Linked DNA regions of Mus musculus: all the other regions are linked to region 1. A link is a contact called in public Hi-C and HiChIP or PLAC-seq data. All regions are on one chromosome and are shown on one strand. The core of a region is the stretch at or near the end of the contact, and the rest is flanking DNA. Distances in the headings are between cores, read along the strand shown. Region 1 overlaps Fam3c (family with sequence similarity 3, member C). Region 2 has its middle 32 kb from the start of Gm38773. Region 3 has its middle 51 kb from the start of Gm38773.

What was found. Hi-C and Micro-C count contacts between places; a contact is called where the count stands out from the background. HiChIP or PLAC-seq counts read pairs in DNA pulled down with a chosen protein or histone mark.
Region 2: an H3K27ac HiChIP or PLAC-seq map of regulatory T cells shows a contact between it and region 1, with 3 times the contacts expected there. The contact joins two enhancer-like sites. A contact is called at or near these places in 3 of 39 promoter capture datasets (the C10 cell line, the HPC-7 cell line and stem cell-derived epiblast-like cells), 1 of 15 datasets of contacts at CTCF or cohesin (the NIH/3T3 cell line), 20 of 484 Hi-C or Micro-C datasets (B cells, CD4 T cells, CD8 T cells and 13 more), 15 of 115 datasets of contacts at active chromatin or transcription factors (the 230-238 cell line, CD8 T cells, bone marrow-derived dendritic cells and 9 more) and 3 of 9 other capture datasets (adipose tissue, liver and pancreatic islet).
Region 3: a Hi-C map of the G1E-ER4 cell line shows a contact between it and region 1, with 2.5 times the contacts expected there. The contact joins two enhancer-like sites. A contact is called at or near these places in 1 of 39 promoter capture datasets (embryonic stem cells), 4 of 15 datasets of contacts at CTCF or cohesin (the G1E-ER4 cell line, the NIH/3T3 cell line, embryonic stem cells and 1 more), 86 of 484 Hi-C or Micro-C datasets (the AML12 cell line, the AtT-20 cell line, B cells and 35 more), 23 of 115 datasets of contacts at active chromatin or transcription factors (the 230-238 cell line, CD8 T cells, the NIH/3T3 cell line and 8 more) and 4 of 9 other capture datasets (adipose tissue, embryonic stem cells, liver and 1 more).

The regions. Positions count from the first base shown.
Region 1 is chr6:22,328,876-22,332,149 of GRCm38.p6, reverse strand. It overlaps Fam3c (family with sequence similarity 3, member C), which reads left to right. Exons shown (of 10, transcript NM_138587.4): 4 at 2,542-2,571. Among named protein-coding and RNA genes, the nearest start is that of Fam3c, 26 kb to the left of the region's middle. Within about 2 kb of position 1,354, at least 62 of the 459 cell types and tissues checked have an H3K27ac peak or open chromatin away from gene starts, as enhancers often do. A contact at or near this core is called in B cells, CD8 T cells, the G1E-ER4 cell line and 10 more, where this site is marked.
Region 2 is chr6:22,422,664-22,425,799 of GRCm38.p6, reverse strand. No RefSeq gene overlaps it. Among named protein-coding and RNA genes, the nearest start is that of Gm38773, 32 kb to the right of the region's middle. Within about 2 kb of position 1,444, at least 88 of the 459 cell types and tissues checked have an H3K27ac peak or open chromatin away from gene starts, as enhancers often do. A contact at or near this core is called in B cells, CD8 T cells, the G1E-ER4 cell line and 9 more, where this site is marked.
Region 3 is chr6:22,441,765-22,445,144 of GRCm38.p6, reverse strand. No RefSeq gene overlaps it. Among named protein-coding and RNA genes, the nearest start is that of Gm38773, 51 kb to the right of the region's middle. Within about 2 kb of position 1,389, at least 75 of the 459 cell types and tissues checked have an H3K27ac peak or open chromatin away from gene starts, as enhancers often do. A contact at or near this core is called in CD8 T cells, the G1E-ER4 cell line, Th1 cells and 3 more, where this site is marked.

The sequences.
Region 1 (3,274 bases), core at 105-2,604:
CTTATACATGGTGCCTGAGGGTGTGGTGAGCCTCCAGGTGGGTGCTGGGAGTGGAACCCAGGTCCTTTGCAACAAAAGTGCTCATAACCACGAAGCCAGCTCCCCGGTCCTAGAGTTACTCTGCCCTTCCTTCTCTGAGACTACTTAAAAAAAAAAAAGTCACCACATCTCATTTTCTGGAAGAGTTAACTGTAAAGGTCCCTACCCTGCCACTGTGCTCTGGGACTGACTGGTGATCTGTCTGCTCATAGTCACCCTTTAGAAGTGAGTGGTGCAGCCAGCCTGAGTGCTATATGAGATGATTCTGTTTGGGACCAGCAGGATTGCTCAGCAGGGAAACAATGCTTGTCGTCAAGCCTGACTTCTTGAGTTCAATTCCTAGGACCCACATGGTAGAAGGAGAGAACTGGCTCTTGTAAGTTGTCCTCTGGGATTTCCACGTGTGTCCCTTGGCACGCCCGTATCCATACATATACAACATATGCATACACATTACATTGTATGCATACACCTCAATAAGTAAATGTAATGAGAAATTAAACATACACTAAAAAATAGAAGCTAGCTCCACCAATCACAATTATGACCTAAAACACACACGAGTTAACTGCTCTGTCTTCCGTTTCCTTATATCTGAAACGCGATGACCATGTCAGTAATCACCAAGAAGTACTTGACAGAGCTAACACATAGGAAAGAGTGGAATTATTTAGTTCTGTTCTGATCTTCCTCTCCCATTCCCTATTACCATAATAGATCAGATGACCTGCCGTCTAATTAGCCCAGCACGGGTCAGGGAGAGTGGAATTCCTGATTTTAACAGTACTCCTTTCTAGAAATTTAAACACCTGAGTCTGGTGATATATTCTTTTCTTTAACTAATTAATTAGTTAATTAATAATGTTTGGTTTGTGCTTTTTTGAGACAAGGTTTCTCTGTGTAGCTCTGGCTATCCAGTCTGTAGACCCGGCTGGCCTCAAACTCAGGTCTACCTGTCTCTTCCTCCTGAGGGCTGAGATTAAAGGCGTGTGCCACCTTCAGCCAGCTAATTGCTTTTTTTGTTAACTGTGCTTATTAGTGTGGTGTGTGTGTGTAAACATATTTGTATATGTGTGTTGGTACATGTGTTCATGGCGCATGAGTGGAGGTCAGAGGACCACCTGGGAGAGTCAGGTCTCTCCTTCCAGCGTCTGGATGCTGGGAACACCCGGCTTGGTGTCAAGCCTGCCGCTACCCATTGCACCTTCACATCGTTTTTCTTCTTAAAGACAGACTGAGGTTGAGCGTGTCTAGCCTGCACATTGCTGACTTAGTTCTGGGGGTTAGTTTTCTCATTCGAAAGAGCGAAAGCATCGGATCTGATCTCTGTAATTATACCAGGAAATGGAAAGAGTGAGCTAGGGAAACCGCAGCACCTGCGTGTGTGCTTGCTCCACTCCTTTTACCCCTCCCCCTTTCTGCTTGTTATTTGCTTGTTCGTGGCTGTCTTTCCTTGGGAATCATTTCTGTGCCTGGGTTATGGAGTTGGGGAGGCTGTTGTGCTGTGTCCAGGGCATTACTCTTTCCCTGCATTCCAGCTGTGTGACTTTAGTGGTGTATAATATTCTCCTAAGTGTTCTGAGAGTTGAAGCCTCTGACTTGGTTTCTTCTCTTAAAATACCTCGCCACTCCCTTTCAGCTTTAACTTTCTGTTCTATCATTTGAATAGTAGACTTGCAGGAAACTCACAGTTATCAAAAATAGTACAGAAGTAAAAACTTAAGTGTCTATTTATAGTCAGACAGCTGGCCAGCTTCTTTCACTGTGTACTAATTTGCCAAAGCAGGAGCCAGCTGCCCACAGTACTTTGATGGTCCCTGTCCACATTTCTTGGACTGGGATCAGACACTGGAGTGTTACAGAGCGCCAAGCGTAACTGTGAAGGAGGACAGTTGAGACCCACTGTGGGGGCTAAGAGCTGACCTTTGCCCTTCCTTGAACTGATGAAGTAAACTCTTAGTAACAGCATTAATATCATTATGCCAACCAGTACACTTTTGTTCTGAGAAATTCAGGTTCCCCAACTTTTACCTCTTTGGACTTCCAAAGCCTTGCAACCCTCCCCGCCCCCCAAGATGGGTTTATGAACGTTCTCCAGGGCTGTGTGGGTACCCAGCACTGGCCAGCAGCAGCAGCCGTGGCAGCAGAAGCAGCATCATTTAAATATTATCATGTTCATCAACACACACTGTAGTCTTTTAAAGATATATTTTCAGGCTGACTTTTTGAGTAGGATCCAAATTTGCAGTAAATAATCAAATAGAATGTTTAAAATGACATTTCACTAATAAAACACAGCTTCTCCAGGATTTCAGCACACACTTGCCCATAATGAATTACATAGTGGGCAGGTAACTGCTTCTCTGAAGTGATATTGTGATGTAGATGCGCAGTCATTCACACACACATTGCTTAGGCTTATTAGAAGCTTTAATATGTTGAAAGTAGGTCATTGCCAATGGGCCTGTGCTTTCTAATAGTCTTAACTGTTTCTCTCCTTAGCTCGATCCGCGCTGGACTCAGCCATTCGTTGTAAGTCTCTCATCTTGGTGTTTTATAAGTACTTTATCCTGTGTGTTCATTGGAAAGCTTTTATCCAACGAGTGTGGGCAGGTTGTGAACAAACCCTGAAGGAGACAAGTTGTGTTGGATGTCCTACTGTCATAGGCTCTTCATTCCCACTGGGCGTTTGCTCTTCACTTGGGTTCTGACCCATGGCGTAAGCACAGACGATGTTTATCGAATAGAGGAGTCTGCTGCCGCTGATACCTGGATGGATGGAAGGACTGAGCTTTCACTGATCCTGGCTTTGGACTAGACAATGCAAAGGAGCCAATTAAAAAGCCTCAGGCACCCTGAAATTTAACTTCCAGAATGATTAAGTAAAATCTGCCTTGCTGAGCAAGATCATATGGCACGATCCATTTCTGTCAGGTTAGCTCATTCCTCACGAGGGTCTGAATAAGGGAGCCTTTTTATATTGGAAGCTTTGCCTTTCTTCTTGTTCTTTTGATACTCTTAGAGAAAAACATTCTGACAGATTTTGAAAGTTTTTATTTATTTATAGTTTATTAAAGAATGTGTGTCTCGCCTTTTTAATTAATTTTTAAAGTATGTGTGGTGTACAGCCTGCATGGATGTATGCTCACCACGTGTGTTCCTGATATTCAACGATGCTGGGAGGGCATCTGATTCTTTGGAACTAGAGTTATAGATGGTTGATTATGTGGCTGCT
Region 2 (3,136 bases), core at 195-2,694, 94 kb before region 1:
ATTACAGTTAAGGTGATTTTGTTAACCTGTGAGTGGCAGTCTGAATGACAATAACCCCTATAGATTCATGTATTTAAATGCTTGGTTACAACTGGTGGGATTAGGAGGTGTGATTCCCTTTTAGAGGAAATGTGTCTCTGGGAGTGGCTTCAGAGGTTTCAAAAGCCCACACCAAGCCAGTCCCCTCCCCTCTCCCTCTCCCTCTCCCTCTCCCTCTCCCTCTTCCTGTCCTTCTCCCTCTTCCTCCTTCCCTCCTCCTGTCCTTCTCCCTCTCTACCTGGTGCTACAGATCATTATGTAAAGCTCTCAGTTCTATGCCATGCCTGTCTGCTTCCCTCCATGATGATCATGCTAACCTCTGAAATCATAAGCAAGTCCCCAATTAAAAATTCTTCTTTGAGTTGTCTTGCTCGAGTGGTGTCTCTTCACAACTATAGAACACTGCCTAGGACAATGTGAACGTCAGGGGACAAGCTCTGGTGTTAGTGCTCCCCATCTACATTTAAGGCAGAGTCTCTCCTGTTTGCCTCTGTACTATGAACTCCAGGGTAACTGGCACACTAGGTCCTGAAGGAATTCTTCTGTTTATGTCTCAGGTCTTGACACAGGAGAGTTGAGGTTTGTTGTTATGTATTGTAATGCTAAATTCTATAGCAAAGGTCTAGGCATATGAGTAAATTCTCAAGGTTATAAGCTTTTGTTATGTAAACTTTTATCCAAGATTTATAGCTATTGCTTAAATAAAATTGGCTACAGCCAATTACTGGAAGGATTGGTGGTAAGTGGATTTTGAGTTACCTGGTTGGGGGTAGAGAAGAGGGAGGAGTGAGAAAAGACCAAAGAGGGAGAAAAAAAAAGAAAAGATAAGACAAAACAGGTGAGGAGGAGGAAGCCACGGTGAGGGGAGAGGAACTGTGAGCACAAGGCCAGGAAAAACAAGTATCAGGGGTCCACTGCTGAGAGGTGGCCAGGCCAACAGCTAGAAAACCAGATTTAGGATTATCTCCCCCCAGTAATTGACAAAGCCAAATAAAATAACCATAGTCTGAGTCTCATTTATTTGTAGGCTAGGTGGGGATAAGCTTAAATTGGCTATACTAATAGGAGTGCGAGGATAACAGACTTGGGTTACAGCATCCAGCTCTTCATGGTTTCTGAGCATCTGAGCTCAGGTGATCAAGCTTACTCGGTGAGCGATTTTATCTCCTGAACCCTCTCCCTAGACTTAGGCGTTGACTAGAAAGGGGGAACTTCTGCTAAATACACCTAAGTTTTAGGAGACTTCTGAGATACTTTATAAGTAGTTTAGGCTGTCAGTCTATAGCTCAGAAGAGACTTCTAGATCGGGTATATATCGTGTTAGAATCATTGTTCTACATGTGGTAACCAGAACGGAAAGAAGCTACAGAACCACAAAACATACAGTAACAGAAAGAGCAACAGCAGGAAACAGTGCTGAGGGTGGAGCCATCTTCTCAGCTCTCCGACATCATGGAGGAGTCCTTAGAACAGTGAACGGGGGTGTTTGGAACAGGAGTCAACTAGAAAAGATTTGAAGGACTGAAAGCAAGGTGCTAAGGGGGGTGGGGGTGGGGAACGACATGACTCTTTCCACCCTGCTAAATGAACTCTTCTTTCTACTGGCCTGAAGGGTGAATTCTTTCACTGGCTTCCCTATTCCCCATTGCAAATTTTATCTATTTTTCTATTAGTATCAACATGAGCAATCTATGTGCTACAGGGCAAACACACACTGTACTTTCTCTTATTTAATCTCCACTTGGGGACAATTCTTTACTAAGAACACAAGTTCAAGACTGACACAATGTTATTAGTTTGATGGACATGTTAAATTTACAAAGTACATTGATGACGTTAACAGATCTTGGCACAGTCAACTTAAAACTATAAAGTTATAAAATAGCAGGGACCTCAATAACATTATCTCAAGAGTGGTGTGTCTGTAATGAGTACACTATAGTAATCAGCTGTTACGTATCCAACAGCCGGGTTCCTGTCACAGTTTTCAGGGTGGATTGATAATTCATTCGGTTGCCAGTCTGTGTGTACAGGGAAATGAAAACTGTGAGGAAACTTGTGGTTAGACAGCTGCTTCTGGCAAAAATGGGGGGTGGGGGGGTGGGAGGTGGGCGGAGTTAAAAATTAAACAATAAGGAAAAAGAAAAAGACAAGAAAAGAAACCAAGGTGAAAGAAAGGGGAAGTGGGGGGAGGGAGGAACAAAGGGAAGAAGGGAAGTAGAAAAGACTGGCTCTAATTGAAGAGTTTTGTAGGAGACAGACAGACAGACACACAGACAGACGAGACAGATGGGAGCTCACACACATGTGTGCCTCCCCACAGATACACACATACACATAAACATAGAATTCCATTGGGAGTTTTGTGAGAGACAGACAGACACAGATACACACAGAAAGAGAGAGAGAGAGAGATAAAGAGAGAGAGAATTCTGTGGAAATCTCATACTGATAAGAATACTAGGCAAAGCCTCTCAGGAACTGTTTACACTGGCTGTCCTGGGACTTGATCTTTGATCCGTAGGCCAGGCTGACTTTGAACTCAGAGATCTGAAGGCCTCTGCCTTGCAAGTGCTGGGATTGAAGGTGGGCACCACCACAGCTAACTCTATGCTTTCCTTTAGTCCTTTCACCAGCTGGATGCTTAGCTGGACGGGGTCTTGCTCTGAGGTCACCGCTCCTTTTACTCCTCTTAGCATCAGGCTTTTTCTTTAATCTACGCCCTTTTTCTCTTCCAACTGGACATTTTATGTTTCCTTGTTCAGCTTGCTCCTTTTTACTATAGATCTGCATGAGACTGGCTACTAAAGACCACTCTATACAGTAAAAGATAGACTGTTTTGAAATCTCCTCTACCTATGTCATTAATCCAAAAACTCTTCAACTTAGCCTTGGGCAGATTTTTTGGACTAGGGCAGAAAGCAGCCACATCCTTCCAAATATCTAAAATATCAGAAAACATCAAAATAGCCAAATCATCACAAGATCAGTCTTTAGGCTACATAGCAATATTATTCTCACCTGAAACCTCTTGACCCAGATCCCCCACACTTCAGATCACCCTCAGCACCACTGTCCTCCAAGCTCATTAAGCCCC
Region 3 (3,380 bases), core at 140-2,639, 110 kb before region 1:
GCCTTCTGACCTTGATGGCTCTATTTGCTCTTCTCCAAGACTCTGCTTCCTGCTGAAATGTCCTTGAGGCAGTCCGGAGACACACCCTGTAGATCGCCTACAGGCTGGCCCCAGGCACCAAGAATGGGCTGGGGGGTGGGGGGGAATGGGCCTACCCTCTTTATAAGCACGGACTCTCAGTAAACTTCAGAGGCCTTGAACAGAAACATGTCTTGGCCTCCATTATTTCTCTCGTAGTTCTCTCCCATACAGCTCCGGCCTCCCATTCAGGAACCCAGTTAGTGTGGCCGCAGTCGGCTACAACTGAGAACATGGTCCAGTCCATAGTAAGGGCTTTGTGTGTTCAACTTGTGGCTTTAGACAAAGCAAATACTTCAATCTGAAGAACAGTTGTGGCTAGCTCTGTCCTAAAGCTGGAGAAACAGAAGCACAGAGTAAGGATACGTTTCCCAGTGTCAAGATGTAACACACACAGTCAGGCCAAGGCACTGGTTTTTCCACCTGCCTATTCCCCGCCTCTCCCTGGAACAGCTTTTGAAGGCTAAAGTATACATCAAGAAGGTGAGCAAAACAATAACCCACGTCACGACCTGTTTTCTCCTTAAATCAAAGAGGATGTGAAGCCCTGGTTGTAATTCGTCTTTCACATTTGAGGTCTCTGAAAGGAAAAGCGCGGTTTAATAGAAAGAGCACTCCCTGTCACGCACCTTGCCAGACTCTCGCTGCTTATAGACAGGTTGTGCGAGTTCTCTGAGCGTGCCTGGTCACTCAAGATACCACAGAGCCACCGACAACACGCCTTGTTCTGCCGCCTCAATGGCATAACATACACACAAACACAGTCATGACTGTAGGCAAATATGCTAGAAAGACTTGACCCTTCTTAAAGTATGTAGGCTGTTTAAACAGTACCTAGAGCTGTTGTGTGAAGCTGAGTGGTAAGTTCACAGAGATGACATGGGAGAAAAACCTCACACTGGTAGAAGTGTAGAGAGTAGTGGCTGGAATTGAATTCCCACCCATCCAGTTGCATAGCCTGCCCTCTGAATGGTGAAGCTACTTTAAGATCAGATTATACCTTGAATAAATGCAAGCCATTATTTTCCAGAAAACAAAAAACCTTCATTTTCTGGCTCACCAGCTGAGCTGTTCTTTGCTTGGGTTATATGCTCTGGACGTTTAATTTCCTCCCTTTTGTGAGTGGAAAACCGGATGGCTGCCCTATCCTTCCCACAGCACTTCCCCCACTCTCCCCGATCCAGGGCCCTGTCATTCCGACTCTTGTTCACACACTACCATTCATTGTGCAGGTGGGTGGAGCAGGAAGGTGACGACTCCTGGGCAGACACTACTCAGATCAGTCACAGCAGCTCCGGTTACACATCTAGAGATCCACATGCCCAGTTGGATTCAGTTTACCAAGTCAGCTCTGTGGCCCAGCGCTGTGTGGACTCTCCCAGTCTACCATAGAGCAGTCAGAAATGAGCAGACCACGGGACTACTGGATTTTAAGACAAACAAACACAGTGTAGTTCTGCAGCTCTACCCAAAGGATACCTGCAGCTTCAAACTGGGCTATCTGTTCTTCTCTAATCAGCCTCCTACCCTCCCCACTCCATCCCATCTCCTGGATGTCTTTAGTAGCAACATCCTCCTTTCATGTTAGACCTTCCCTTTGTCCCACACCATCACATTTGAGCCTCACAGCTAAGAAGAGGACAGAGCTCGAGCACAGATGCCTGTCATTCTGTATGGAACATCAGAGCTATTTTTGCTATTCTACAGCTGCCTTTACAGCATTAGCCTTGTCAAAACAACCCCTCTGCGTTATTAATATTAACTGAAAGGCATAATCAACTGACAGAGCATGAAAAGTATTTTTTTCTCTTTCTCTCTCATTAAACGGGAATGTTCCTTAGTCTGGTTTGATATTCTCATTGTTTTCCTCTTTGTCATTTAAAATCTAATGGTGTGCTTTACGCTAGTTTGTATTTTATCTTCCAGCTACAAGACATCTTGCTAAATATAGTCATACACATTTTAATGTTTTAACGATTTGTAAAGATAGCGACTCATTATTTAAATTATTTTTTGGATGAACATGAGATAGCTTTAAGTGACAAATTACTTTTTAATTATATTGGTATTATTTGGTTCCTAGGGCTCTTTTACCATGGATACAAATGTTGGCACTGCAAAATGCCTTAGAGCTAAAGTCCTGCCTAGACTTCCAAGTCCATGCTTTTCTTCCTGCTCGGTGGGTCAATCCAATACTGGGGGAGAGGAGACGGAGCAAAGGGCAGTGTCTGACTATGGGTTCGCCCCTGGCTTGGAGTTCACCAAGTAGACTAAGCTGGAGTCATAAATTGCAACACTCCTTCTGTCTTTGTTTCCATGGTGCTGGTGGGTGACCAGCCACAGCCAGTTTAACACGACCTTTAAAAATCAGATAAAGCCCGGCGTGGTGGCTCACACCTTTAATCCCAGCACTCAGGATGCAGAGGCGGGCGGATTTCTCAGGTCAAGGCCAGCCTGGTCTACAAAGTGAGTTCCAGGACAGCCAGAGCTATGCAGAGAAACCCTGTCTCGGAAGAAAAAAAAAATAAAAAAATAAAAAAATAAAAATAAAATAAAAATGAAGCTCACTTCCGTCTGTGTTCTGAATCCTGAGCCTCTTAAGACTCCAGCCATCCTTTCCCACCTGGACCCTGCTTCTTCCCTATGACTCAAGATAGCCAAATGGGTCTCTGAAATACAGATGCCTCCCACATCAAACGACATACAGACAGACCCCCAAAGTGATTCTTCCTGCACTAAAAAGGCACACACCTATCTTAAGCCCCTGAAAATATATATTTACAACTATATATCATATGAAAATCTAGCATCTTTGTTCCCTCTTCAAACCCCAGCCTGCTGGTTTTTATCTGGGCAGCCAGGGTGGGGTTGTTTAGCCTCTCTGGTCCTTTCTTGTTTGTTGCTTTTGCCTCTGTTGGGCTGAATGCTAGGCCAGTGGCAATTTATTAAGTCCTTATAATCCTGGGCAAACAGCCTTGAGGGGTTCGTCCAAGTGTTGTAGAAGTCTCTAGGGAAATAATGCTCTCCTCTCTGTTGTCTGTCATAGAACTTACTTTCAAAGTAGCCGTGTGCACACAAACATAGCCCTTCCTTCTAGTTCCTTATGTTTGCAAGGTACTTGCAGCTGAGTCATGGCATGACCTGCCACTAACCCTACCCCCCACCCCCGCCCCCAAAATAGTTTTACAAAGTCAAAGCTACTAGGTAAATGAAACTTTTCGTACATTAACTTCAAAATATAAGTCAGTGGTTTTTTGTTGTTGTTGTTGTTTTTTAAAGATTTATTTATTATATGCAAGTAC